Regions from separate parts of the Mus musculus genome. Here all the other regions are linked to region 6. The links are chromatin contacts, called in public Hi-C, HiCAR-type, HiChIP or PLAC-seq and promoter capture Hi-C maps. All regions are on one chromosome and are shown on one strand. Each heading gives the region's core, a stretch centred on a gene start, on an enhancer-like site or on the middle of the called end of the contact. The rest is flanking DNA. Distances are from core to core; before and after follow the strand shown.

The links. Promoter capture Hi-C pulls out the DNA fragments that hold promoters and counts their contacts. A called contact is a pair of places that touch in the nucleus more often than the background predicts. HiCAR-type assays count read pairs that join an accessible place to other places. HiChIP or PLAC-seq counts read pairs in DNA pulled down with a chosen protein or histone mark.
Region 1: a contact with region 6 is called in a Hi-C map of B cells, with 6 read pairs. The contact joins the promoter of Thap4 here to the promoter of St8sia4 in region 6. A contact is called at or near these places in 2 of 39 promoter capture datasets (the C10 cell line and pre-B cells) and 1 of 484 Hi-C or Micro-C datasets (B cells).
Region 2: a promoter capture Hi-C map of pre-B cells shows a contact between it and region 6. The contact joins the promoter of Macir here to the promoter of St8sia4 in region 6. A contact is called at or near these places in 3 of 39 promoter capture datasets (the C10 cell line, hippocampal neurons and pre-B cells) and 1 of 9 other capture datasets (liver).
Region 3: an H3K4me3 HiChIP or PLAC-seq map of the 230-238 cell line shows a contact between it and region 6, with 13 times the contacts expected there. The contact joins the enhancer-like site here to the promoter of St8sia4 in region 6. A contact is called at or near these places in 5 of 39 promoter capture datasets (embryonic stem cells, hippocampal neurons, liver and 2 more), 1 of 15 datasets of contacts at CTCF or cohesin (pro-B cells), 7 of 115 datasets of contacts at active chromatin or transcription factors (the 230-238 cell line, astrocytes, embryonic forebrain and 3 more) and 1 of 9 other capture datasets (embryonic stem cells).
Region 4: a contact with region 6 is called in a promoter capture Hi-C map of pre-B cells, with 4 times the contacts expected there. The contact joins the promoter of Dtymk here to the promoter of St8sia4 in region 6. A contact is called at or near these places in 3 of 39 promoter capture datasets (the C10 cell line, hippocampal neurons and pre-B cells), 1 of 484 Hi-C or Micro-C datasets (CD4 T cells), 3 of 115 datasets of contacts at active chromatin or transcription factors (DN3 thymocytes, T-cell acute lymphoblastic leukemia and astrocytes) and 1 of 9 other capture datasets (adipose tissue).
Region 5: a contact with region 6 is called in a HiCAR-type map of astrocytes, with 6 times the contacts expected there. The contact joins the promoter of D2hgdh here to the promoter of St8sia4 in region 6. A contact is called at or near these places in 1 of 39 promoter capture datasets (hippocampal neurons), 1 of 484 Hi-C or Micro-C datasets (B cells) and 3 of 115 datasets of contacts at active chromatin or transcription factors (T-cell acute lymphoblastic leukemia, astrocytes and large pre-B cells).
Region 7: a promoter capture Hi-C map of hippocampal neurons shows a contact between it and region 6, with 5 times the contacts expected there. The contact joins the promoter of Slco4c1 here to the promoter of St8sia4 in region 6. A contact is called at or near these places in 1 of 39 promoter capture datasets (hippocampal neurons) and 2 of 115 datasets of contacts at active chromatin or transcription factors (astrocytes and embryonic stem cells).

Annotation. Positions count from the first base shown.
Region 1 is chr1:93,752,578-93,756,158 of GRCm38.p6, reverse strand. It overlaps Thap4 (THAP domain containing 4), which reads left to right and starts at 1,321. Exons shown (of 6, transcript NM_025920.3): 1 at 1,321-1,702. The coding sequence starts at 1,626. Atg4b (autophagy related 4B, cysteine peptidase) reads right to left here and starts at 1,254. Exons shown (of 13, transcript NM_174874.4): 1 at 1,105-1,254. The coding sequence starts at 1,114.
Region 2 is chr1:97,659,950-97,663,466 of GRCm38.p6, reverse strand. It overlaps Macir (macrophage immunometabolism regulator), which reads left to right and starts at 1,449. Exons shown (of 3, transcript NM_133825.3): 1 at 1,449-1,636.
Region 3 is chr1:94,268,573-94,272,380 of GRCm38.p6, reverse strand. No RefSeq gene overlaps it. Among named protein-coding and RNA genes, the nearest start is that of Pdcd1, 220 kb to the right of the region's middle. Within about 2 kb of position 2,475, at least 4 of the 459 cell types and tissues checked have an H3K27ac peak or open chromatin away from gene starts, as enhancers often do. A contact at or near this core is called in the 230-238 cell line, where this site is marked.
Region 4 is chr1:93,800,486-93,804,192 of GRCm38.p6, reverse strand. It overlaps Dtymk (deoxythymidylate kinase), which reads left to right and starts at 2,259. Exons shown (of 5, transcript NM_001105667.1): 1 at 2,259-2,495; 2 at 3,283-3,391. The coding sequence starts at 2,366. It overlaps Ing5 (inhibitor of growth family, member 5), which reads right to left and starts at 228. Exons shown (of 8, transcript NM_025454.2): 1 at 154-228. The coding sequence starts at 190.
Region 5 is chr1:93,823,122-93,826,494 of GRCm38.p6, reverse strand. It overlaps D2hgdh (D-2-hydroxyglutarate dehydrogenase), which reads right to left and starts at 1,255. Exons shown (of 10, transcript NM_178882.4): 1 at 1,176-1,255; 2 at 1-210. The coding sequence starts at 188.
Region 6 is chr1:95,665,572-95,669,300 of GRCm38.p6, reverse strand. It overlaps St8sia4 (ST8 alpha-N-acetyl-neuraminide alpha-2,8-sialyltransferase 4), which reads left to right and starts at 1,707. Exons shown (of 5, transcript NM_009183.2): 1 at 1,707-2,152. The coding sequence starts at 2,040. Gm30431 (predicted gene, 30431) reads right to left here and starts at 1,600. Exons shown (of 4, transcript NR_166710.1): 1 at 1,145-1,600.
Region 7 is chr1:96,870,780-96,874,508 of GRCm38.p6, reverse strand. Slco4c1 (solute carrier organic anion transporter family, member 4C1) reads left to right here and starts at 2,338. Exons shown (of 13, transcript NM_172658.3): 1 at 2,338-2,742. The coding sequence starts at 2,400. Panct2 (pluripotency-associated noncoding transcript 2) reads right to left here and starts at 3,383. Exons shown (of 4, transcript NR_131964.1): 1 at 3,253-3,383; 2 at 2,119-2,319; 3 at 1,841-2,024.

The DNA.
Region 1 (3,581 bases), core at 72-2,571, 1.9 Mb after region 6:
ATTAAGTAATTCAATGTATTATCCCATTCCACACCTCCAAGAGGCACTGTGGTGTGACAGCTTCAGTTATTCATTCTAAAAAAAAAAAAAAAATGAATTATCTTAAAAAAATATACACCTGGCTCATGCATCTTGGGGAGTCAACGTTCCTGCTTCCTCCAGCTACGGATGCCATAAACTGCTGAAATGTGTATTAACTGTAGGCATTACTCCCAAGTAAGAGCCGACTACTTCTCTAACACAGCTGTCAGAAGAAAACCATCAAAAGCAACGCCATTCAAGAAAAGTACAATGAAATCAGGTAGCAGGACTCCTTCACAAAGGAGTGGATTCTTGAAGGCAGGTCGCTCTTAAATTAAAAAAAGGAAAAAAGAAAAAGAAAACCAAAAAAAAAAAAAAAAACCCGCTAACGCTGCTGAGGGAATGAGAGAACCTCTGTTGGGGGTGGGGTGGGGTGGAATGGGGTGGGGTGGGTATTTTTAGGGCTATTAGCAAACAACTTATTTGATAGATTTGCATCTCCAAGACTTCTGGCCAACATAAACAAAGAACCGCACTCTCCAGCTTCAGAAGCAAGAGTCAGTTAAAAACAAACAAACAAACAAACAAACAAAACCCACCCACACTTAACCCAGTATTAGGACCTCAAGAAGTCAAAGTAGCATGTGACTGATCCGCTGTCAGAACAGGAGCGGGGCTCACCTACACAGGTTATTGAACTTCAAAGACAAAAGATGTGCATGTTGTGGTAGCTGGACCAGCGGCCAACAACTTGACAGAAGTTAAAGAGGTCGGCTCTTCAATGGACACCGCAAGGCCCACCCTCGCGGCGCACCGGTCCTCTCCGGGCACCAGGGTGCCCGCGTCCTGATGCGTCCCTCAGACTCCCTGCCCTCACGCCCGCAGCCGCGAGCCCACAGGCTGGGACGCTCCCCGAGGGCCGCGGCCGAGCGCCGGAGGCCGAGGCGCTGACGAGTGGCCCCGCGAACCCGGTACTGAGCGCTGCGGGGAGGCGCGGCCCGCCCAGCCCAACACACCGGCCTCCGCCCCAGCGGGCGGCCACGGGAGCCCGCCCGCGACAGGGCAGGCGTCCGCCCTCCTTACCTGCGTCCATCTTCCCTGTCCGGCTGCCGACTGACCGTGCCGTCGCTCCGACGGACTACTGCGCGACACGGCGACGGGAAGCCGCGGCAGCCAAGCGCGGCGCAGCGGAAGCGCGGGCGTCGCCATCTCGCCGTACGGCGGTGGGCACGCGGGGGGTGGGGCCTCGGCGCGTGTGGTTCCTAACCGGACGCGGCCGCCCCGCCCCCGGCCCGCGCCGCCGCTTCGGAACACCCGGGAGCCGGCCCGAGCTGCGCTCCTCCGGCGCCGCCATCTTTCCGTACAGACAGCCACCCGCGCATGTCTCGGTACGGACTCACCGCCCGCTGCGGCCGCGACGCCGGCGCCGTGGCCGGGCAGTCCGAGCGCAGCGTGGTGCGGGCGGCAGCGCGCAGCCATCTTGCCGTACGGCTCGGCCGCGGCCCACGTCCCGAGCTGTGTCGCCGCGCTCCCTCGGGGCGGGTCGGGCCAGCGGGCGGGCGGCAAGGATCGGAGCCTGGCGGCGCTCACGACCGAGGCCCGCAATGGTGATCTGCTGCGCGGCCGTGAACTGTTCCAACAGGCAGGGCAAGGGCGAGAAACGCGCTGTCTCCTTCCACAGGTACGCGGCCCGCCTCCGGGTCCGCCACGCCCCCGCCCTGGCCGGGGCCCGCGGGGAAACTGAGGCCGCGCGGCGGGCCGAGCTCCGGGGACCGGGAGTGGGGGGCCGGCTAACCGAGGGTAACTGTGGGAGGTGGACGGGTCGTGGAGCTTTATGACCTTGGCTTGGACCGCCGGCTTTGGGGACCAGCACGGCCATGCCTCGGGCAGAGCGGCCGGAGGCCCCCTCCGCCACCTCCACCAACGGGCGTCGCACTGATTTGGGCTGGCCCTGCCAATTTCAGGAGTATTCTGCAAGGGCGCCTTCTCAGGTTAATCCTGATCTTTGCTTTCGGGCAGTTCTCCACTCTTGCCTCGGCGGGGCAAGCCCGCCCGGAGGTGTGTGGCAGGAGTGCGGCCCGGCGCACGCAGCTCTACTTCCTGCATCCATAGCCCTCATCGCCTTCCTATGGGGTCCTGCGGCCCAGGCACTGGCACCGATCACCTCCCGCATCCTGCACTCTGGCAGAGGCCCGGGGGATGACCGTGGAAAGGGCTTTCCAGGGGGTTCTCGGTGGCCCTTGTGCGGGCCGCGCCTTCCAAAGGCTTTCGAGACTCCCTCAGTTGGTCCTCTCCTGTGATTTCCAACAGGAGTGAACAGCGAGCGAAGGGACTCTGCCTTGGAAGTCACTTCGCACATCCTGCCACCTCTTAGTACTTGGTGTTAAAATTTAAAGATGGGAATGGCACGTATCTGTTGAAAGTTCACAGGGTTACATTAAGTCTCCAGTCCTTAAGACCTGGTTCAAAACAAAACCTAGTAACGTTAAACAATCTTACAAGTCAACCAGAATGTTTCCGTAACAATTTCACATAGAACATGCCCCAGAAGTTTTGTTAACAGTTGAAAATGAGGCAGTGTTGCAAGGACTGATGTTGGCTTCCCCATGTTCTAACATGGTATATGGGTAGACAGTGCCCAAATTGGGGCGGGGAAACTCCAGAAATCTAGCTCACTAAACACTGATAAAGGTTATAAGATCACATTGCTTACAACGTCCAGATCCATCCTATTAAGGCCAGTCTTGGTCCACAGCAGGTTCCTCGAGACTGGAAAAGCTCAGGTGGAGCTCTGAGCACCTGAGAAAGCCTACCATGTGTAGTCAGTTTGGTCTCACAAATCTTGCCTTAAGTGACCATTAAATAGCTTCATTAGATGAGGGAAGAAATTACTAAGCATGTTATTGAACATCTAATTTTTTTTTCCCAGTTTTCCTCTTACGACGTAAAATACTACATAAAATTTACCATTTTTGTCTTTGGGGTGTTTTGGTGTGTGTGCACAGGCACGTGTCTGTGTGTGTGTTTTGAGACAATGTCTCATTGAATTGCCTTGTTGGCCTACATCGCATTGTTTTAGTCTGCTGGTCTTGTAGACGTCCTTCCTCTGCCTCCCAAGCTCGGGAAATACTGGCATGAGCCACCAAGAACAACTGGGTTTTTTGTTTGTTTGTTCTGGTCTTTTCAGAAATCTGCCTGCCTCTGCCTTCCAAGTGCTGGAATTAAAGGGGTGGGCCACCACCACCTGGCCTTGGATTGTTTGTTTGTTTTCTTTTGAGTCAGTGTCCCTTTCCATAGCCCTGATTGTTCTGGAACTCATTTGTAGACAGGCTGGACTTGAACTCTCCTGCCTTTGCCTCCCAACTGCTAGGATTAAAGGTTTACACTACCACCCTAACCTATGACTGACACATTCAGCATAACTTCCCAAAGGTTTACCCAGGCTCCTAAAGGAGGTTTTGCTGCCTACTAAGAGAAATACCTAGGCGAGACATACAAAGTACTCCTACCAGGGAGCCATGCTCCCTGCTCTTTTTTCTGTTCTGTTCTTTTCTTTTCTT
Region 2 (3,517 bases), core at 200-2,699, 2.0 Mb before region 6:
GAACATTGCTAAAATTTCAGAACAAAGGCCAAGTTACAAGGTGTTCTCTTAAAAAAATTATGAGTTCAGACAAAATGAAACTAAGCTTCTTGAAATAATTTGTAATGTTTCCGAGGTAGTTTTATAAGAACGAACATCAGAATACACTGCTGTGATAAATGTTCAAATCTGAAAATACTTGGAGCATCTTCTACTAAGGTACCCATGGTGGTGGGGCGGGGAGGGGGGGGCACAAAACAACTGAACAAATAAATATAAAACAAAATTTAATCACTTGAGCATTCAATACCTGTACAGTGTACTAGGGTCTATCTATATTTGATAAGTTACATGAATATCATGTTGGGGAAGAGTAACTGAGAACATTCATGAATCTGGCCTCTTCCTTCCTTTTTCTGATACTTACATCAGAGCATATGAGAAGCAATTGAGTAAGTGTCCTTCAGTTGCAGAGAAACCAGAAGCCACATCTTGGAGCCAGAGTGTATTTATTAACCTTGGTAATTTGGGGGACATATATAGACTCTGGAACATGAACTATTTGCTTTAAGTTTGTATTAGTCTAGATGAAATGTATGACTTTATGTTCAGATAAAGCACCGTTTAAAAGGCCACACAATGCAGGAACCTGAATTTAAATTTATAAATACACAAACAGCTCAGCTATATGAAAGGTCTGTGACTTCAAGGATGTAACTCATGTTTTCTGTCTTAAAAATGTGGACTAGCACAGTTGAGAGCTGCAAACTTGGGAATGTGCGTCAAAAGGGTTGGCACCTAGAGCTAAATAAATATCAGCAAATATTTGTAATGCTGCATTGACCACTTCGGCAGGGGAGTGGCATATGGACTGAGAAAAGAAAATCTTGTTGGGATGGCACCTCATCCCTGTAATCCCAGCGCTCTGGAGACTAAGGCAGAACGGTTCTCCGGAGCTTAAGTCCGGCCTTGGGTACAGAGTGAGACCTTGTAAAGACAGAACAGGAAGGAAGCTAGAAAGGAAAAGAGAAGAGAAACAAGTGACTCAGAATTTAGTCTTCACCCCGCCCCCATATTTAGTTGTTGACATTTATTATTATTATTATTTATTATTATAGTATAATTTTAACTTCATGGGCTTCTGCTCTTCTCAACTTCTGATCAGCAGAAACTCAAAAATCACAGCCATCCCCACAGAGTTTAGCACACCGCTCTGTGGGAGCGGCCCGCATTGTCAGGCCTGTGAGCTGCGGCTCCCCGGAGGGTGCGGCGGACTTTGGTCCGGGAGCAGTGTGGCATCACGCCGCCGCCTCCCGTCCCCGCAACAGCCTCCGGTTCTGCGCTCTCACGCCGCCGGCCCAGCCGCCCGCCCAGCCGAGCGTGCGAGCCTGGCGCAGGAGGCGGGCTCTGCGCTTCCCGGCCTCGCCTCCGCAGCCCGCGGGAGGAGGCGGGAAGGCGGGCGGAGGCGGGGGAGGAGGCGGGACTACGGCGGGCCGTAGCTGGCGCCGAGCGCGGTGGGAGAGCAGCGGGTACCCGGCTGGCTCCGCTGGCGGCCTCTGCCCACACCTCGGCGCCGCAGCCCCGCGCCTCGCCCGCCCTTGGCTTCGGGGTCTGCGGCTGCCGGCCATAGAGGAACCGGCGGAACCCTGGACGACCGGTACGTTGGACGGGGAGCGCCACTCCTCCTGCAACCTTTTGTGCTGCAGAGGTGGTGGCGGGGATGGGTGGGGTACGCGCGTGAGTGTGGGTGCCCCAGTCAGCGAGCCACTGTGCCAGCCCCAGGCACGGCGCCGCCCCTTCCTCCTCGCCTCGTGTCCCGGCCGGGCGCGCGGTGTGTGCGCAGCGCAGGGAAGCCCCGGGCCGCGCCGGCCTCCGCGATGGCTGATGGCTCGGTGACACCGGGGCTGCGAGCGGCGCTGGTCCCTGAGCCTTGGTGCGAATGGCTGGCGTGGTGGTGGGGGGACTGGAGCCTGGGGTGGGGCCCGAGCGGGGTGCGAGAGCCCGCAGCTTCCTGGCACAGGGGTGGGGCCGGCGACGCGGGAGTGTGCGGCGCGGGTGAGTGTGCGGGGGCGTGCGCCCCGTGCGCGCGCGGCGAGCGAGCGAGCGAGCGGACGGACCGGCGGGCGGGCGGGCGTGCGCTCGCCGCCGACATGCGGTGCGGGGACTCTGCGACCCGGAGCGACGCTCCCGCGGTGCCAAGGTGCGGAAGTCTGAGCGCGTCGGCGCGCGCCAGCTAGGCGGCTCGCCCTACCCGCAGCGCCAGGCGGCAGGCCCGGCGGAGGCCCATTGAGAAGTAACGCTCGCCCGGCTTGCCGCGCCTCTGGCCCCAACGGTGTACAAGCCGCGGCTGCGGGCTACAGATAGCGGCGGGAGACAGCCCCTGGCGACCTTATCTCGGCCACCAGTGCGCGCTGCACCCCGCGGGCGAGGCCGAGGCCGGTGCGGCGGCTGGTGACGGACAGACGGACCGGCGGTGGCGGAGGAGCGCCTGTGGACTGGGGAATCGCGGCCGGGCGCTGGCCAGAAACTAAGGCGGCAGATGTCTCGGGCACCGCCACCCTCGCCCCACCTGTCGCTGGTGGACTTTGGGGCGGGTGGGAAGCCTAGGAAAGGGCGCCTGGCAGCGGCCGGCGCTCAGACCTTGAGAAGCGGCCCATTGTGAAGCTGCCAAAGTCGCTCTAGTGGTGGAATCTGCAAATCTCGGCCAGGAAGGAACCCAGTTCGCGAAGGGAAGGACAGCCGCGTGCTTTCCCCCTGGCAAGTGTCTGGCTCGCTAGAGACTCCCGGGCTCTCTGCCCACGCCGCTTTGCTTAGAGTGGGCTGAGGATTTCTTCAGAACCAGGGTTTTGTTTTTGTTTTGTGTTCTCTCTCTCTCTCTCTCTCTCTCTCTCTCTCTCTCTCTCTCTCTCTCTCTCTCTCTGTGTGTGTGTGTGTGTGTGTGTGTGTGTGTGTAAGTGGGGCTGGAAACACTGGGAGACACTGGCGCTGAACTTTTTCATCCTTCCAAGAGGAGTAATTATGGACACAGCAACACTGTACCCTATTAGAGGCTCCTAGCTGAAAGAGCAGAAGTCGCACAAGATCTCCGAGGTTTCTAAACTTTACTTTATGTTGTTTTTCCTCGAAATGCCACTATATAATTTCAGGTGCCGGGGTCTTTTACTGTAGTGCAACAAGCTAGACACTAAGGATTGGAAACGACTCTTTCACAAAATTTATTTTCCCAATTAGTTCCATATGTGGTTATTCTCCCAGAAGCTTTGGGCTACAGTGTATGCGTGGGTTATTTTAATGATTTGGGTGTTTTTATTATGAGACCTTGGATTAAAAACAAAACGGACAGGATGACATGTTAGCGTTCATGAGCACCGAGACTACTCAACTTTGGTAAGACTTGGTGCATAAAATGTGTTTTGATGTTTAGTTGTAGATAGAACTGTTAGCACCAAGTCTCCCAGGTGTGAGGGATCACTGACAGTACTAACAGCCGATTAGCTTCCATCTATGTATTACCATAGTTTCGAAGAGAAACTTAACA
Region 3 (3,808 bases), core at 1,226-3,725, 1.4 Mb after region 6:
CTCCTGACTTTAGTACAGCATCCATGTGGAGCTGATTTAAGATAAAGAAATCAGGCTAATACTTCCTCCAGGGGCTTCAGCATTCTTTCAAGTTTCCTATGTTTATATTTTTATTTCAGTTTTTATATATTTAGCAAGTATATATTGGCTACTTGGACTGTTTCTAAAGCTAACAGTGATTTATGCTGATATATGCATAGCAAAATAGTGCGGCATGAAATCCAAGCAAACAGATTCATATTAGCCTTAGCTTTCAGAGAACTGCCACTCTAAGTAGGAAAAGCAACAGGAGACAGCAGTCAAGAGCAGCTCCCTCTCAGTCCTGAATGGGATGTCTTCATCATGTCACCCCTCCAGGCTCAGGGAGATAGGCAGAAGAGGCAGAAATGTGAGACAGAGCAGATGATGACTCCAAGGAAGCAGTGCCTGGGGATCACAACAGGGCTCATGCACATAGCAACTCAGACCCTGAGACATCATGCACAGGGCCTGCACAGGGTCAAGCCAGACAGTGCTGAAATGGGAAGTGGACACTGGCTCCCATCCCTAACAAAGAAACTATCTGCAACTGGTACCCGGATGCAAAAGAAAAATTAGTGTCCTCCAAAGGAGTCTCACTGGGCGTATGAACCACACTTCAGGGCAGGCCCCATACCCAGAAGTAGTTGACCAACAAAAAGCAAACACAATGACATTTTTTTGTAGACTTTTATCTTTTTGACCTTTTGCTTGTACATATTTGGTTTGTGGGTTTATGTTTGTTGGTGTTTCTTGGGTTTTTTTTTTTTCTGTTTGTTTGTGGTTTTTAAGAGACAGAGTGTAGAGTTGGATGGGTAGAGAGATAGGGAAGATCTGGAAGCAGTCAGAAGAGGAGGGAAATGTGATCAGAATACATTGTATGAAAGCAATTTTTTTCAATAAAAAATATTAATAGAAGAGAGATTCCCAGCAGTGAACTCTTGCACGCGCCCTGACTCGCCAGCAAGAACGACGCTGCAACAGGATCCTTTTGCACACGTTTATTGGGAGAGTTTGATTGCAGAGGCGAAGAGACCCCAAGCCCAGAACTGGTGCTGCTTATATAGGCCTAGGAGAGGCATGTCTCACACCCGGATTGGTTATGCATGGTTATGCTTACCACCTCATTTGCATGTCTCACATCTGATTGGTTAACATGTCTCTCATCTGATTGGTTAACTTGTCTCTCATCTGATTGGTTAACTTGTCTCTCATCTGATTGGTTAACTCTCAAAACCTCATCTTGGCAAAAACCTTTACTGCCTATGTATGTGTGGTGGCCAGTGGTAGCCAGCACCACCCTACAATGGCACACGTGGCTTCCCACAGTGAACAGTCTGGGCTTGACTCTCACTGTGGCCTGTTCTTATTTATACCAGTTACATAATCATGTCTACCCCCGTTTTTCTGTCTGCTTTAAAACACGTGGTGATGCAGAGAAAGAACCCTCCCCTGAGTGAGGATTAGTCAGTTAGAATTTGTGGAGTCCCAGAAAAGACTCTCCTATGCCATGAGTCTTTGCTCATCTGTGCACGTCCATGAGGAGAAATGAAGCTTAGCCTACAAAGTGTTAAGTAAAAGCCCAAAATGTTCCTCTCAGTTTGACTAAAATTAAAAGAAACTGCTCTCTCCCTATGCAAATGGGACAGTAGTGGCAAGCTTACTTGAAGTTTGTTGTCTGCCCAGGCTTTTCTCTGAATTTGTATCTAAGTCCTTAAGAATTACAGTAATGCCAGGTCACCTGGACAGAGATTGAGGAGTTAATGTATGGTTTTCTCTGCTCTCCACCCTCTCCTGAAGTGTCCTTTATCTCTTCTCTCGGCCTCTAGTCCAGTGGTTCTCAACCTTCCTAACGCTTCGACCCTTTAATACAATTCCTCAGGTTGTGGTGACCCACAACCATACAGTTATTTCATTCCTATTTCATAGCTGTAGTTGTGCTACTGTTATGAATCATGATGCAAGTATCTTATATGAGATCCTCAAGGGGTCACAACCCACAGGTTGAGAGCCACTGCACTCTAAGCAAGTAGTAAACAGACCCAGCCTCTGGTCCACTGGGCTCTGAAAGGATCTCTGCCTCTTGTCTTAACACAGACAAGAGACAGATAATGGGGGATGTGTGACATTACACACTGACAACTACTTACAACTAATTGAGGCTAACATGAAAAGTTACTTTCCTTCTGTCCTGCTTCTCACCCTGAACTTTCCATGAGAGAACAGCAAATCCCGTTATAAGTTCTAACCTTTCTACCTCCACGGACAGCAATGCCCCTTCTCCCTGCTCTTCCTTTCTTTCCTGTAGCAGGAACAGCAGGGTTGCCTCTGTGTAAACGCTGGGGGTCATGCAGCCACAAAAGCATTTCCTGCAGGAGGCCCTAATTGATGACTGCCTGAGAGACCAAGGATTGCTGGTGCAAACAGTGCCAGCCAATCAGGAACTGCTGTTTAGACATGATACTTTCTTGGGACCAATGGGGGCACGGGTGGAGGGTAAAGGTGCTAACAGCAGTGGTCAGATTTCTCACCTGCTCCCAGAGTCTGAGTCGTGAACTCTGCACCATCTCACCCCCAACCCCCAAGGACAGGTAGTGTGGTGAGCTGTCCAGGGCACACTCAATACTTTCCTTTTCCTCTTTGTTCCTCGCTGGTCTCCCCAAAGAAACGTTTTCTAGTGGTGCAAATGTAGAGTTGCTCTCTAATCAAACACTCTGCACTCTGCTCCTCCCCTGACCCCACCCCCACCGTTCAACGTTAAATTTCACTACAGCCTCAGATGACTTCATTTGAGAAGCCTGGGGAGGATCCCTGCCTCTTGTCTGTGAGGCTTCCGTATTTCCTGAAGGCCGGGCTCACTTCGCACCCTTACAGCTTGAAAGAGAACGAGAGAAACGAAGCCTGAGACAAAATTAGAGGGGGTTGATTATCCACAACGCTATCCAACAGAAATCGTAGCAGATACCTGTATCCACCATTAGGGAGGTTCCAGTTTAAGGGCAACCTAGGCCATATGGCAAGACCCTGTCTCAAAAAGAGAAGGCAAAGAGTAGATATACTCTCGAGAATAAACGCCATGGTGCAAGGCAACTCATTCTAAGTATCATAAGAAATTGTGTGGTTTTTTTAAGCAAAGATTCGGGGGGAGGGGGGTGTAGATAGAGTAGGAAAGACATAGGTGCATGCTGCATTTAAGACTCTGCCATAAGAAACCCAGACAAGCAAACTGGTAATGCAACTGTCCAGAGAGGGTTCAGACAAATGGTTGAATAGGAAAATCCACTGGAGTTTCATAGAAGGCAGTGTCTACTTAGAATAAAACTATCACAGTCATTGTTTTCTTTCTAAATAGATGTAACAAAACGTTATTCCAGTGAAGCTTGTCATTGTTGCTGAAGCAGCCTCCAGGGACCTGAGAAAATAACCTGGCTCTCAGGAAGTCATAATGATTCTAAGAAAATGTTTCTGTCTGTTGATTTAAAAGAGCCAGGCCCCAAGGGCTATGTTTTAAGAATTGGAAGGACTTTTCCCAAGGAGAACAGCACATTTAACTTCTGATTTACTCTCAAGTTTCAGAAAAGGACTATAAAAGTCCAGTTCCCACCAATCCCCTACTGTGAAGTACGCCCTCCTGATACCATGTAAGAGAATTGATCCATGCATAATAAATGTTTTCATTATGACCACTGCTTCTTCCCCACTCCAGTGGCTCTTCATGGTTTGTGGTACTGAAATATTCCGAGTACTGCGATTTATTTCTTCCCCAAAAGAACATTGAGGTATACGCTAT
Region 4 (3,707 bases), core at 1,010-3,509, 1.9 Mb after region 6:
GGCCCCGCCCCAGACCCGCCGTGAGCCCCCACAGTCCCCATGATCAGTCCCCATCCTCCTCCGCATCCCGGAGCCTCGCACGGATCGCGGTGGGCCGGGGGCGGCGGCGGCGGCGCGAACCCGCGCGGGCGGCGGCTCGGCCAGAGTGCTTACTGTCCAGATAGTGCTCCAAGTACATGGCAGTCGCCATCTTCGCCTCGGCCACGCTCGGGGTCTGCGCGAGCGGGCGGTGCCGCGGACTCGGGGCGGGGCGGCGCCGCGCGCTCACTATTCATGAGCCGCGTGCTCCGATTGGCCGGAAAGTGGGCGGGGCAACTCAGGGGCCACCCCTAGGCTTCCGGCCGGCTGTGGTCGCCAGGCGGCGCTGTGGGGCTTGCCCTGAGGGAACGCGGATGGGCGATGTGCTCGGTTCGCAGTTTGCAATGTGGAAGCTCTGTCTCTGGCCCAGCCGGATTCCAAGCCCTGGCAGGGGACTCCGCTTGCACGTGTGCTGGCGCCAAACCTGCCAGCCGACACCTGCCGCTCTTCCCGCGTTGTTCAGACACCCGCTGCCTGTGGTTTCTCCTGGCTGACGGGGCCTCCCGGAAGGAGACCCCCTCACAGGCATCGGTTAACTTCCATGCTCTTTGTGGCTGTCTGGTCCCGAGGGGGGCGTGCCCACGCTGGACCTCGGTTGCTTTGACTCGCACTTCGTGAAGAAGCCACGCACCCCTCGATGCCTGCAAAAATACATTTTACATTCCTACGGCAACTCTGTTACAGTTAATGAAACAATATAACTAAAATCCAGGGTTTACCAGAGTCCACTCTTGGTGGGCTCTAATATTTCTGAGAAGTATTAAGTATCCCCCTTATAGCATCCTGAAGAATATTTTTCACTGCCTTTAATTCTTTTGGTCTATTACAATAGCGCGCGCACACACACACACGCATACTTGTAACCAATAAACGTTTTAGAGTCTCTGTAGTATTGCTTTGCTAACATGCCATGTAGTTGCATTTTACAGTACACAGTCTTTTCAGACTGGCTGCATTTATCATTATACAGTTCAGGTTCCTCCATGTCCTAGTAAGTAACTGATAATTCACTTTTTACTTCAAAATTATTTCACTGTGTAATTACCAGTTTATCAGTTTGCGTGTTGGAGGACATCTTAGCTGCTTCCATATTTAGGCAAATGTGGCTAGAGCTGATACAATCATTTGTGTGCAGACATAGTTTCCAACCCATTTGGGTAAATATTGACTTCATGTTAAAAGTAGAGTGCTTTCTTGAGAAACAGCCAAGCTATCTTCCACACCGTTTTTGCCTTCTCCTCTGCACTGACAGTCTCCTTCGCTCCACGTCCTCACCAGCATGATGAAGGGTTAGAATTGTAGATTTGGGCTATTCTCGAAGAGGTGAAATTATCTTAATTCATGATTCCTAACAATATGTTTGTGTTGCACATTTTTACATATGTGTCTGGCATCTGTGTCACTTCTTTGGGTGTTAGTTCAAATGTTTGCATAAACCTTGATCTACCTCCCAAATGTTGGGTTTATAGGCTATGTCACTCACTATATCCAATTTATTCTGTGCTGGGTATGGAATCTTTGTTCATTAGGCAAAACATAACCCAGCCCAGCCTTTGACTGCGGATCCTTTTTTCTCTTCCTCTAGAGTACTGTTGTTTGGGTTTTTGAGCCTGGGTCTCACAATGTATCCCTGGCTGGCCTGAAACTATGTAAGTGGCCTCAGACTCACAGAGATTTGCCCGCCTCCTGCTCATGTATTTTCCCTGACTTTATTTTGTCTGTAAAAACACTGCTAGGGGGAAAGGAATTTAAAAGGGGGGGGGGTGGTTTCAATTCTGCCCACGCTGCAAATAAACCCATTTCCTTCCACCAACTTACACTAAAACGACAAGGAAAATTCCTGAGCGGTTCGAAAATGCTGCAGAAAGTACATCTTGGGGGTCGATGTTCCTATCCTTAACTCCTTTCAGAGCCTGATCATCACATGGCTCCTGTACGCGCGCAGGTGTGTGTGTGATAAGAAACTTTTAGAACCCTTCAGTAGCGCGCTTAGGGGCATAAAAATTTGATTCCGTTACAGGTCTCGAACTTCCACGTGACCAGAGCCTGCGCAACCACAGTCCTTAAGATTGGTGCTCTTCGGGAGCGGCGAACGGAAGTTCCGCGAGTTGGCGCTCGCTAAACTGCAGACTCCCGGGCCTAGATTACGTCACGTCCGGAAGCTGTTCCCCGCAGGCCACAGAATTCGTTTTCCAACCGGAAGAGGGCAGGGCTTCCGTGCACGCCGGGCTTCTGCTGCATCTAACATTGGCGGGAACCTGGCAAGTTGACCGGTGCTGTGCGGGCGATGGCGTCGCGTCGGGGAGCGCTCATCGTGCTGGAGGGTGTGGACCGTGCTGGCAAGACCACGCAGGGCCTCAAGCTGGTGACCGCGCTGTGCGCCTCGGGCCACAGAGCGGAGCTGCTGCGTTTCCCCGGTGCGCGGGTGGGCCTGGAGAATTCCCTCACTCTCTCTTTGGGTTGTAGTCTTAGTATCTTTAAAAGCTTTTAGAACATCTATTTATTTATTATTGTGCATGCGTGTGCTGGCTAGTCTATGTCAGTTTGACTCAAGCTACCTCAATTGAGAAAACTGGCCCCACCAGATTGGCCAGCAGACAAGCCTGGAAGACATTTTCTTCATTGGTCATTGATTTGGGAGGGCCCGGCTGGTGGAGATGGCTTAGTTAATAAAATACAGGCTGAAATGAGAGCCTGGGTTTAGTTTCCCAGGTTAAAAAAAAAAAAAACCTAGTACGGTTGCTTATCCAACCGCTGGAGAGGTGAGACGGACTCGTTCCTGGGACTTGTGAGCCAGCCAGTTCAGCCAAAACTGAGCTTCAGGTAGAAGCTCCTCTCTGAAAACACAAGGTGGAAAAGTACTGAAAAGGGAACATAAGGTTGACTTTTGGCCTTGCGCCCTGTACACTGGACACCAACCCCTGATCCTACAAATTAAGTAGGTTGGGAATTGGAACAACCACTTTGCAGGATATTTTAATTTTCAAACCAACCAGTCAAAAGTCTTACAAGTACTTTTGAAATCAAGACTTGCACGTACATTACTTCCTTTTCTCGGGGAGACTTCTTTGGCTTCAGAGATGGTCCAAAGCTGTCTGGAGGTTGAAAGTTAGGTGTAGGTGCAAGGAGAGAACTTAAGTGCAAACCCCTGTAGACTTCAGGTGAAGAGTCTGACTTCAGTCGAGTGTATCTTTGTCTTTCTAGAAAGATCAACGGAAATCGGCAAGCTTCTGAATTCCTACTTGGAAAAGAAAACGGAACTAGAGGATCACTCCGTGCACCTGCTCTTCTCTGCAAACCGCTGGGAACAAGTGTAAAGACCTGCGTCGTTGCTCCCCGGTTGTAACATGCACACTTTTGTGTGTGGCAAGGGTGCGAGCACCTGTGTGTGGCATGTGTGCAAACACCCGCACGTCGAGACCAGAGGCCAGCTTGGGAGGTTTCCTCTACCCTACCATTCGACGCCGTATTTGAGATAAAAAAATCGACGTATTTGAGATAAAAAATCGTCGTATTTGAGATAAAAAATCGCCGTATTTGAGATAAAACATCGTCGTATTTGACCATCGTATTTAACCACATCCGGCTTGTTTTGTTTTATTAAAAGGTTTTTTTTTTGATTTGGTTTT
Region 5 (3,373 bases), core at 6-2,505, 1.8 Mb after region 6:
GGGGTCAGCGTCACCTCTGGGCCGCCAGCTACCACGGAGTATGCTCTGTGAGCCAAGGGGCTGTACACACCCCGAGGGCAACCCAGCCGCTTCAACCCCACACAAGCTCTCTGGGTGTAGGTCCTCCTCCATCCTGGAGATGCCCAGAGGACCCTTGCAGACCATCTGGACACCAGAGGGAGCACCATTGTTCCTGCTCTTGAGAGGGGGCTGGGAGGGGGGGGGGGAGAGAGATTGAATTTGCGATTCGTAAGCAATGAAGCAATGAGAAAGCCCCACAATAACCTCTGCACCCCATCTGAAGTCACCTACACAAAGCCGCCTACAGCGGCTGTTCTCAACCTGTGGGTCGCGACCCCTTGGGAGAGTCACATATCAGACATAATGCACATCAGATTTTTTACATTGTGCTTCATAACAGTAACAAAATTAGTTATGAAGTAACATTGAAAACGTTTTATGGTTGGGGTTCACGGAAACACGAGGGTCCCAGTGGTCAAGGAACGTTGAGACTCGCTGGCCTAGAGAACAGGGCGGCTTGGGGCTGCAGGATGCAGAGGACTGGAGTCTTAGGAGGGTTCGGTTCTTAATGTTTCGCCCTGCAGTATTACAGTCCCGAGACTCCACTGAGTGAATACCTATGGGCGGTGCTGGCTCTCCAGGGCATTCATTGTATTTTAACTTTTGCAAGAAAAAGGAAGGTATCCCGGAATTGTGCACCCAAACACAATTGAAAGGAGAATTTTACATTTTACGTAATACTCTGCCACCAGTTTTACAAAACCTGGGTACATCAACAAAAAATGGCTTAAAAGAGGGAAGGGAAGGAAACCGGCCCGCACACTGGTAGCTATCCAGAAGAGGCCGCCTTCCAACTGAAGGCTCGCTCTATTTGGCTGCTGCTTCCGCCTTACCTGAGACGAAAAAACACAACACGACATGCGCAGAGCATGCGCATGCGCCATGTGTTGTGACGTCAAGGAGGACCAACTATTTGCACTCCCAGCCCACACGGCCCGTGGGTGTAAGTGAGAAGCGATGCGACTAGGTTCGCCCTGCCGGCAATCCCAACTCACACCTGACCTGTGCAATCACTTGACAGGCCACAGCCCGGACTGCACAGACTCAGACACCAGCACCCTCCACCCAGGAACTACAGCTAGCCCACTACGCACCCTAGCTTCCGTCCGAGTGCAAAGACCGAGTCCGCACCCGCACCCTGCTTCCCACCCCTGCAGAACCGTAGGCCTGAACTAGAGGGGTGGAGCGAGAGACTGCGCATGTGTGTCAGCCCGCCCTTCCTACCTCACTCCACCCTGCTGAGTGTGCCCCGCCCTTCCCAGACCTTCGGCCTTGTTTATGTTCCTGCTGACCCAACCTGAGTGCCCCCCAGGTCCCAAAGTGGCGAGTATCCTGCTTTGACCAAAATCCGACTCCACGCACTTTTCCCAACTGGCCTCATTGTGGTCCACCCGACTAGCCCCAAAAGATAAGCGGTCACATCTTCAGTTCACTGTGGCTTTTTCCGCAGGGGCCACTGTCACCCTTAGAAGCTCCTCTCTTCCCCAGGCATTTCTGTCTCCCTCGATCTCCTTCTATCGATCCTACGAATCTCTGCCCTCTTCCTCTCTTCCCCGGGCTTCCCGTCTCACCTAGAGTCACTGGTCCATCAGCAGACACGACTCTGCCCAACCCTCAAAGAAACAACAAAAGCCCGAGGCTTAACCATAGGGATCACAAAGGCCAGCCCAGCTCTACAGAGCATCCCTGACCTCCTGGGGCCAGGCCCAGCCACCCAGTCCTCAAGCAGGTACGCAGTAACTTTTAGCAAATCCAAGGCACAGAGCTGCAGCCCAGCAGTAGTTTTCCTGGGCTGAGTCTGAATTATACTGTCTCCCTTCAACTCCCAGCCCTAGGTAACAGGTAATTGCTATTTCTTGCAATTATTCTGTTACTTCAGCATCCCCCAGCTATATTCAGCTATAAATAACCCCAGTAGTTTCCATTTTGCTGGCTGGACAGACCTGGTATCTGAAACAGGGTTCATCTCCCAGTTTCCTGGGGCAGCTCCAGAAACTGTCACTTCTCCCAACTTAACCACTTCCGTTTCCCATCGAGGAACAAGCCTGGAAGTACCTTCTTTAAGATGTTAAGATAATTACTTTAGATCTCTGTACCAGGGAAGAGCAGGAGGCTCCTGAAGCTGAGGCAAGAACAGAGAGGTATAGTGGTGCCAACTAAAAGCCAAGGCACTGTGGTAGTCCTTGCAAACTGGATATAAGAATATGCTGGGTGGTGGTGGTGCATGCCTTTAATCGCAGCACTTGGGAGGCAGAGGCTGGCAGATCTCTCTGAGTTCAAGGCCAGCCTGGTCTACAGAGCAAGTTCCAGGACAGCCAGAACTACACAGATAAACCAAAAAGAAAAGAGAATGCAGCATTTAGGGATCAACAGCTACACAGTGTGTGCTGGGAGGGATCAAGGTACAGCTGTACCTCCAGAAGAGCAATTCCCTCAGGTCTGCTCACCCTCCCAGGTTTATCAGACAGGGGCATTGGGACATGGTTAACACATACTAGTTGAAAGGACATTCCAGAGGCTTCTACTGGGCTGTTTCTACCAAGTTGGCCCATACTCCATAGGCCACTGAGGGTATTTAGAAGTTATCAAGACTGTCAATGTACTGGACAGTTCTGTTAACTTGACACAAGCTAGAGTTATCTGAAAGGAAGGAATCTTAGTTGAGAAAATACCTCCAATACGACCCTCCCTTTAAAAAATAAAAAATGGCATTTTTGGGCTGGAGAGATGGTCCAGTGGTTAAGACTGCTCTTCCAGAGGTCCTGAGTTCAATTCCCAGTAACTCACAACCATCTGTAATGAGATCTGATGCCCTCTTCTGGTGTGTCTGAAGACAGTAACGGTGTACTCACATACATAAAATAAATCCTTTAAAAAAAAAAAAAGGCATTTTCTTAGTGATTGATAGGAGAGGGCCCAGCCCACTGTGGGTGGGGCCTTCTCTGGGCTAATGGTCCTGAATTCTATATGAAAGCAGGCTGAGCCAAGCCATGAACTCAAGCCAGTAAACAGCACCTCTCTATGGTCTCTGCATCAGCTCCTGCCTCCAGGATCCTGCCCTATTTGAGTTTCTGTCCTAACGTTCTTTGGTGATGAACAGTAATGTGGCACTGTGAGTGTCTCCAAGGTCATGGTGTTTTATCACAGCATTAGTAACCCTTAGACAATCAGTTACAGGCTCAGGAAAGACACCTACGTATTTGGTCCTTTTAAACACCCAGTACCCGATCACCAAAGCCAGCAGTATCTTGGACCCTTCCCCTAAAACCACAGCCTCTGACAAAGTGTTTCC
Region 6 (3,729 bases), core at 458-2,957:
TTCTGCATGTGAACATGATATTTTTTCTTGCAACAAACAGCATTTTTATACACCCCAGCCAATACCACTTCCCTTTAACCCATGAGAAACTGTTTTATTTTTCTCCCTGCTGCTACTTGAGAAGTCTGTGTAACTAAAATGCATTAAGGTAAGCAGGATTTGCGTGGACATCAATCCACTGGAAAGGCTCCCAGCAGGCCACTTGTAATGTCAATAAAGACTCATAATTGCTTGCTCCTTGATGCATTTTAGACTTGGCTCTTTGGTTGCCTGTCCTGCAGAGATTAGGTTCTCAAAACTTAGGAGACTTAACTTCCTAAACCTTGAATAGAAACTGACACACATAAACAGGGTCTTATACTAAGCTCTGTTGGTTTACTTTTAAAGACCTCAGCAGCTAGGCAAAGGTTCTAGAACCTCGGGTTTTAAGCAAGGGTCATGTCTTTCTACTTAATGCTGCTCCTTGAGTCACTCTGAATTCTTCCTAAGTCCAAGGATACCCAAATCCTGGTGGTGAGCCTTCTCATTTGCTGATGTGGAAAGTGCAAACTTAATGGGCTAATGGACTAGCAAAGGTACTGCTCAGTGAAGGAGCAGGAAGTCAGACTTCAGAGCCTCTGGAATCCTGGGGCCAAGGCACACAGATAGGAAGGAGTCTGGTTTCCAGGCTCTGTCTCCTGCTGAGGAAGCATGTAGATGTTAGGTGTGATAAGCCTGAGCAGTCAGCTCTCTTGAATGTGCCAGAAACTAGGAATGGAGAGGTGCTCAGCTAGAATACTCAGAAAGCGCGCCAGCTGCACAATACAATAGAAGTAAAAAAAAAAAAAAAAAAAAAAAAAAAAAAAAAAAAAAAAAGGTAGGCGGGAAGAGGGGTGAAAATCAGAGCCCAATACACTTCAGTTGGATTTTCAAGAGGAGCCTGCCTTTCCTGCTTTTTACCCTTCCTTTCTTCTTCCCTAGGATTACGAATGTGTTGGTGGGTGTGCCGGAGGACGCTGCCTTTTCTCAGAATTCTGGTCTCAGCAGTGAAGTTTAAATGGCATTGGATTTGCCTTCACTTCGTGAGGAGTTTCCAAACGACAACGCGTGGGTCACAGAAGTGTCCATAATGTTCGTAAGGATGCCTCCGACTTCACTTGCTTACCTCAAGCTTCAAGCTGGGATCCTCATTACCCATCCACTCTGCGGGCGAGATCAGCTCATCAGCTCCTGTGAATAATCGTATTTTCCAGACAGAGTTGTGCACTGAATAATGAACGTTCCCCTTCCACTTCCCTGTTGGATTTCACTGTGCTTCGGTCGGGTTTATTCGCCCGTGCGTTTACGTATGTTTAGCAAACACGCTTTGAATGATAGGCTGCTTTCTCGAGCTATCCTTATCCCTAGCCATTGCGTTCCTCTGGTGGGATGAGTCTCATCTTTCTCAGATGAGATGAATGCTGGTGTCGAAGCTGGCGGATCTGGAGCCTTGACGTTTGGGCGTCCTAGGAGATAGTGTGGTTCTGTGTGTGTCTGTGGTTTGGGGGCATGTGCGCAAGAACGCGTCCGCGTGCGACTGTGAGCTTCCTCCACCCGGCATAGTGCAGACCGAGCTCACAACGACTCTCCGAGCAGCCGCCAGTAACGCAAGGCAACAGCAGCCTCCGCCCCCTCAGCACGGTGATTGGCTGGCCTTGCTTATCGTTTCCCTGCTACGGCGAGGAAAGGGCCAGTGACGCCCCCGAGCCCAGCTGCAGAAGAAACCGCCACCTCCAATGCACAAGGTGTCACATTTGAAAAGAAACCTGAGCCCCAGGGAGGCGGCGCAGAGCGACCCGGGCCCGGTAAGCGCTAACTGCGCGGCAGGGAGCTGGGCAGCGCTGGAGAACCGGGAGAGCTCCACCGCTGAACATCCTAGCGACCTGATTCTGGGATCTCGGCTCCACGCTCCCTTCGCAATTTTCAGATTTCTCCCCCTTGATTATCATCCCAAAACGGAGCCTTTATACCAGGAGAAGGTGCCTGAGCTGGGACAACCAGGACTTTCCCGGGCACCCAAGATGCGCTCAATTAGAAAACGGTGGACCATCTGCACTATAAGTCTACTCCTGATCTTTTATAAGACAAAAGAAATAGCCAGAACTGAGGAGCACCAAGAGACGCAACTCATCGGGTAAATGCATGTTCAAGGATATGACACCAAATCAAGCCATAGTGAAGTGTGCTTAGAGCCGGGAGAGTGACGTTTTTGGAGTGCTGTGTGTATTGGTTTGGGCGTGCTTGTGCAGAGTGTCATGAATTAAATAACAAAGGCTCTTTGGAGGTGTGTGTGCATGTTTCCCATGCTGGTTCTAGGATGAGTTTAACTTGCCCTGTGCAATGGTGGTGGTGGTGGTGGTGGTGGTGGTGGTGGTGGTGGTGGTGGTGGTGAAAGATGTATTGGCACAGGGTGCAGCTCACCAAAGAAGTCACTGCAGAAGTGTCAACAAAGAACGAGTGCCCTTGTCAGTTTAACGCTTGAGCAGAATTCAGAGATGTCTTTACTCCTCAAGCCTTCTCTTTCTTTCTTTCCTTCTGTGTCCCGCCAGTCTATGAGGACACCATAAAAAGCGGCGTTCTCCAAAGTTTATGGTCACAGAAGTGAAGTGGGTCTTTACTCTTTTTTGTTTGTTTTTGTTGGGGGAGGGGACGCCTGTAAGATCTATTTTCTTTCTTTCTTTCTTTCTTTCTTTCTTTCTTTCTTTCTTTCTTTAAGTTAGACATTTCAGTATCAATAAGGAAAATTCCTTATTCACTCCTCTACGTATAAAACTCCCGGGTTTCATGGTTACAGTTTTAGAAGGGAACTGGGAACTGCGCCTTTACAGACCATATCTGCTCTTTTTTTTTGAGTTTGTCAAGATGTGATCAAAATCTCCGCCCCATTAAGTTCTGTAAATATCTCACTTCCTTCCTCTCTCCCCTGGCTTCTCTGCCTTTGAAGTCTATCCGGGAGCAGAGCGAGCGATTTGTAACTTCTTGTCTCTGACAAGGCTTGGAAGCGCACATCTGAGGATATGGCCCTGTTGTCAACTCTGTTAAAAGTCCTGTTTCGGAAATCCTCCCAAGTCCGGAGCTTTCCACAGTCGGAAACTGCACTGGCTGAGATTTCCTTCTGTTTTTACATTGTCTCTGGCATCTTTGAAACGAAGAAGGATGCTTTGGCATTTTTGTGTGTGCGCGGTTTTGTGTGGGGGGCGGGGCAGAGAGCTTCTCAAACACACACTAGGAAACTTTACGCAGCTCTTTTCTTAATATCCCCGCTCCTCTCTGAGTAATCAGTCACAATGAAGTGAGTAAGACGCAGGTGTATCCTCCCGGAAGGACTTGCTATTCTGCATAAAGCTAATAGTACTAGGCTCAAAGGGGACTCTAGGAGAAAGGAACACTAATAAGGAGTGGGCCGAATGGTCCTTATGCTTCAACAAACCTATTCAAGGTTTGTATGAGAGGAAAAATAAATACATACATACATAAATAAAAAGAATTAGGTGAAGTCGTTTACCTAGAAGTGGATGGTTGGAAAATCCATGTCAATGGTGGAAAAGAAAAATTGGGAGGGGTGTGAATAAACCCAGCAGACCTGTTTTTGCCAGGCAGACAAAGGGGTCTTGAAGGTGGTGAACCCGCGCGTGGGAACTCCTGGGAGAGGCGGAGGCTGGGGCTTGCGAATCGAGGCTCTTTGTTCCCTTCAGAACTGATTGGGTTCCA
Region 7 (3,729 bases), core at 1,089-3,588, 1.2 Mb before region 6:
CGTTTCTTCCCTTGTATTTAGTTCCTGTAAGTTTCCATGGAGCTGAGCAAGTAGCACATGTCTATAATCCCAGAAACTCTGAAGGCCAACTTGGAAAATGTGGACAGATCCTGTACAAAAATGAAAACTTTAAATCTGTGGATTCAGCTCATTGGTAGCCACTACTCTAAAATTCACAGTCTTGAGTTGAATACCCAGTGCTAGACACACAGACATGGACATACACACACACACATGCATATGTACATGCATACACACGCACATACATACACACATGCATACATATATACGCACAGGCAAAACACTCATCGAATGTCTTAGTTACTGTTCTTTTACTGTGAGGAAGACATCATGACCTGGCAACTGAACAGAAAGCATATTTCATCTCTGTTGAACATGCCAGCCTCTTTCCATCTGTCATTGCAACAAAAAGAATATAAGGGAAAAGGAAAACGCTGCTAGTAATACTTTTAGTGACATCAATGTGTGTTCAGGATGAATAACCATCACCTTGGCTAATCTTTGGACAAAAGTCCACTACTAACACTGTGAGAATGAAGAATCCTTCTTAGGTTTACACTCCATTCGTAGAGTATACGTGTCCTGCTGCTACTATACTCGTCTATTTAAATTTACAACAAGGGTAACCACATCTCATCAAATCCAGCTTTTCTGGAATACTTCCTACTTCTCAGAAAATAAGATGATATCTATTTATACCGATGTCTATTTTAAATCCAATTCTTTTGGAAGAGGGCTAGGAGGATTATGTATCATAGCTAATTCCCCCAGAATCTGACATTTAGAACTTCTTATGTTCAAAACCTCGTATCAGTGAAGCATGAAGTTTTTGTTGGTGAGACAGGCTCTTTCTATGTAGTTCTAGCTGTCCTAGAACTCACCATTGTAGACCATGGTGCCATTGAACACAACAGAGATCTGCTTGCCTCTGTATCTCAAGTACTAACGCACTGGGCTAAGTATTTGTTTTGATCTTTGAGAATGGCTATGTAATAATCTAACCATTACATGTAGGCTGAGGTAATTAAAAGACAGATAATGAGATAGTGCGAAAACTAAGTTCCAGTTCCCTACATGAATTGTCAGTGTGCTGCCTTGGGAGGGATTTTGGTTCTCCTTGGGGCACAGATTCTTCAATGTGTGAAGCGTATGTAACAGCAATTACACTCACTTAAAGGCCAATAACAGTGAACACAGCAGTCCTTACCTCTCTCTGCTCGTCCAGGTCCAGTGGCAATCCAGACTACTTTTTGACTCCTCAAAGTCATATATGTGGCTTACATCGCAATCACTCAACTCACTAAGTACAAAATTTACAATCCCCCCCCCCAAAAAAAAGATTTTATAAGAGAGAATTTATGGTATTCTTATAGAGTACTCTGTGTATGCATTCTTAGGGATTGCTTCCTATTGGGCTGTGAGCAGCACAGTGTTTGAGGTATTTGCCAGCTTGTCCTGGTGAGTAGACTCTTCCAGACTCCCAACAGTGTTTAGCATACGGGAAATAAATACATCCTGATGATCAGTGACTTAGTAAATAAAGAGACTGGAATGAGTGTCAATCATAAAATTGTATCAATGTTTTCAATCAGTTTTCTTGTTTCATATTGCACATTTTTTACATAATGTTCATCACTTTCACCAGAGAATGCCATGGATGTGTTTTCAAAGTTTTGTCATTCCTTCAGTTTGGAGAAACTAAAACTAAAAGGAAGGCTATGTTGCCTTGTGAATGTAGCTGATGAGGAAAGATTTGTTTCTAGGAAGGTTGGCAGGTAAAAGTACTATTATTGTTTTCATGGAATTCAAAGCAGTATACCTGAGTGCAGCCTGATTCTGGGAGCAGAGGACTCTTGCTTCAAATTAGCAGCAGAGGAAAAAGCAAAGGCAGGTCTTCCTGAAAGGTCTCCTGATGCAACGGTGTTTGCAGTTTTCATACGCCTACCCAGGGGGAACGCTGGCCCACTGACTCCCACAGTCTCTGCCACTTCCTGGTCCCTGGGCTCAGAATGAAAAACAAAAAACAAAAAACCGCTGTGCTGAGATCCCTGAAAGTGGCGCCCTCGCATACGAGATAGTGTCGCCCTGTTCTCTCACCTGGCGGAGGCCGGGTCTCACTCCCACACAGAGCATTGTGGTTGTCGCTTGGGGCGACCGGTGTAGAGCAGAGCAGCGCTGACACCTCGAGGTGCCTAGGTCCCGGAGGTCCGGGAGTGTCCGGGTAGCTGCGGTGACCGTGCAGTGACAGATGGGGAGGGCCGGGAGGCGGAGACTAGTCCGGCCTTAGGGCGCTGTCACCTGCCCAGGGGCGGAGCCAGAAAAGAAACCAGCCTTTGCCGATCGTACTCACACAGGAGTCTAGAGAACCTTTCTTGACCATGCAGGGCTCCAAAGGAATAGAGAACCCGGCTTTCGTCCCTTCCAGCCCAGGCACCCCACGCCGTGCGTCTGCTTCGCCCTCCCAGGTGGAGGTCTCTGCTGTGGCCTCCAGGAATCAGAATGGGGGTTCGCAGCCTCGGGAATCTGAGGAGCCTCAGAAGTCAACTGAGCCATCCCCGCCTTCTTCGAATCCCCCAGCTTCTGATGAGCCGCCGGGGTCACAGCTAAGCGAGCTTGAGGAGGGACCTTGCGGGTGGAGGGGCTTTCACCCCCAGTGTCTCCAGCGCTGCAACACCCCCCAAGGCTTTTTGCTTCACTACTGTCTCTTAGCCCTAACGCAAGGTAAAGTCCAGCGCCAGCTTCTGGGGGTCTTTGGCTGAGCTGATGGTTGGGTGGGGTCAAGCTTGGGGAGAGAAAGAGGCAGGTGCAGGGGAACCCACCAACTGTTCGGGTCTTTGACTCTGCTCTAGGTAACCCCCCACCCCCACTTCCCCATGCCTGGGTTTGGAACTTGAAGACGCTCTTGCCTGCGGGTGTTCGCTCTTGCCTGCGGGTGTTCGCCACATTCTGAGTGGTCCATATTTTAACACACCTCCCCCCTCCCCCTTAGCATTTTTACTAATTTTGTGTTCTGCCTCATTTTAGCAGAGTGGATTCCTCTAGGGAAGGTTCTGAGAATCCTCCTTTGGGAAAACGATAAGTCATAGTCTGTGTTTTAAAACCCTACTATCTAACTGAGATCTAGGGAAGGGATTTGTTTATTTGTTTGTTTTTACAGAGGGAGGATTAAAGGCTTTGCAAATAGGAGTGGACTGATTTTCCAAAAGGAGGAACGAGGATAGAAGTACTTACATTATGTAGCGTAGATTAGATGTAGGTAATCTTATTTTCTCGATATTTGAGAATGTGGGGACAAGCGCAGTCCTGTGAGTAAATGAGAGAAGGCTTCCAGCTGTGCAGGGTGAACCTTAATCAGCTCTTCAGTCTCAGGAGTTATCGAGTGTCTGTTTGTTCTAGGAGCCCTTTTAAACTCCCTTGGGACTAGCAGATTAAGCCAAGATTTATCCCCCCTGGAGTTTACAATCTAAACGGAGGTTCCTTGAGTGTGGTGGAGGGAGCGAGGGAGGTGTTTTTTGAAAAGGAAGCAGAAAGGAAGAAGTTGAAGTTGCTGGGTTTGCTTTCAACTCAAGGGATAGAATGAAGGGGAAGTTCTTCTAAGAAGACTATCTGAGGAGGGATGGGCTAAAAGTGGAACAGTTTGAAGGACCTGATGAAATTTAAGTTGAATTTGGTATGCAGACATTTTTGGTATAATCCCAAACTTTTTGT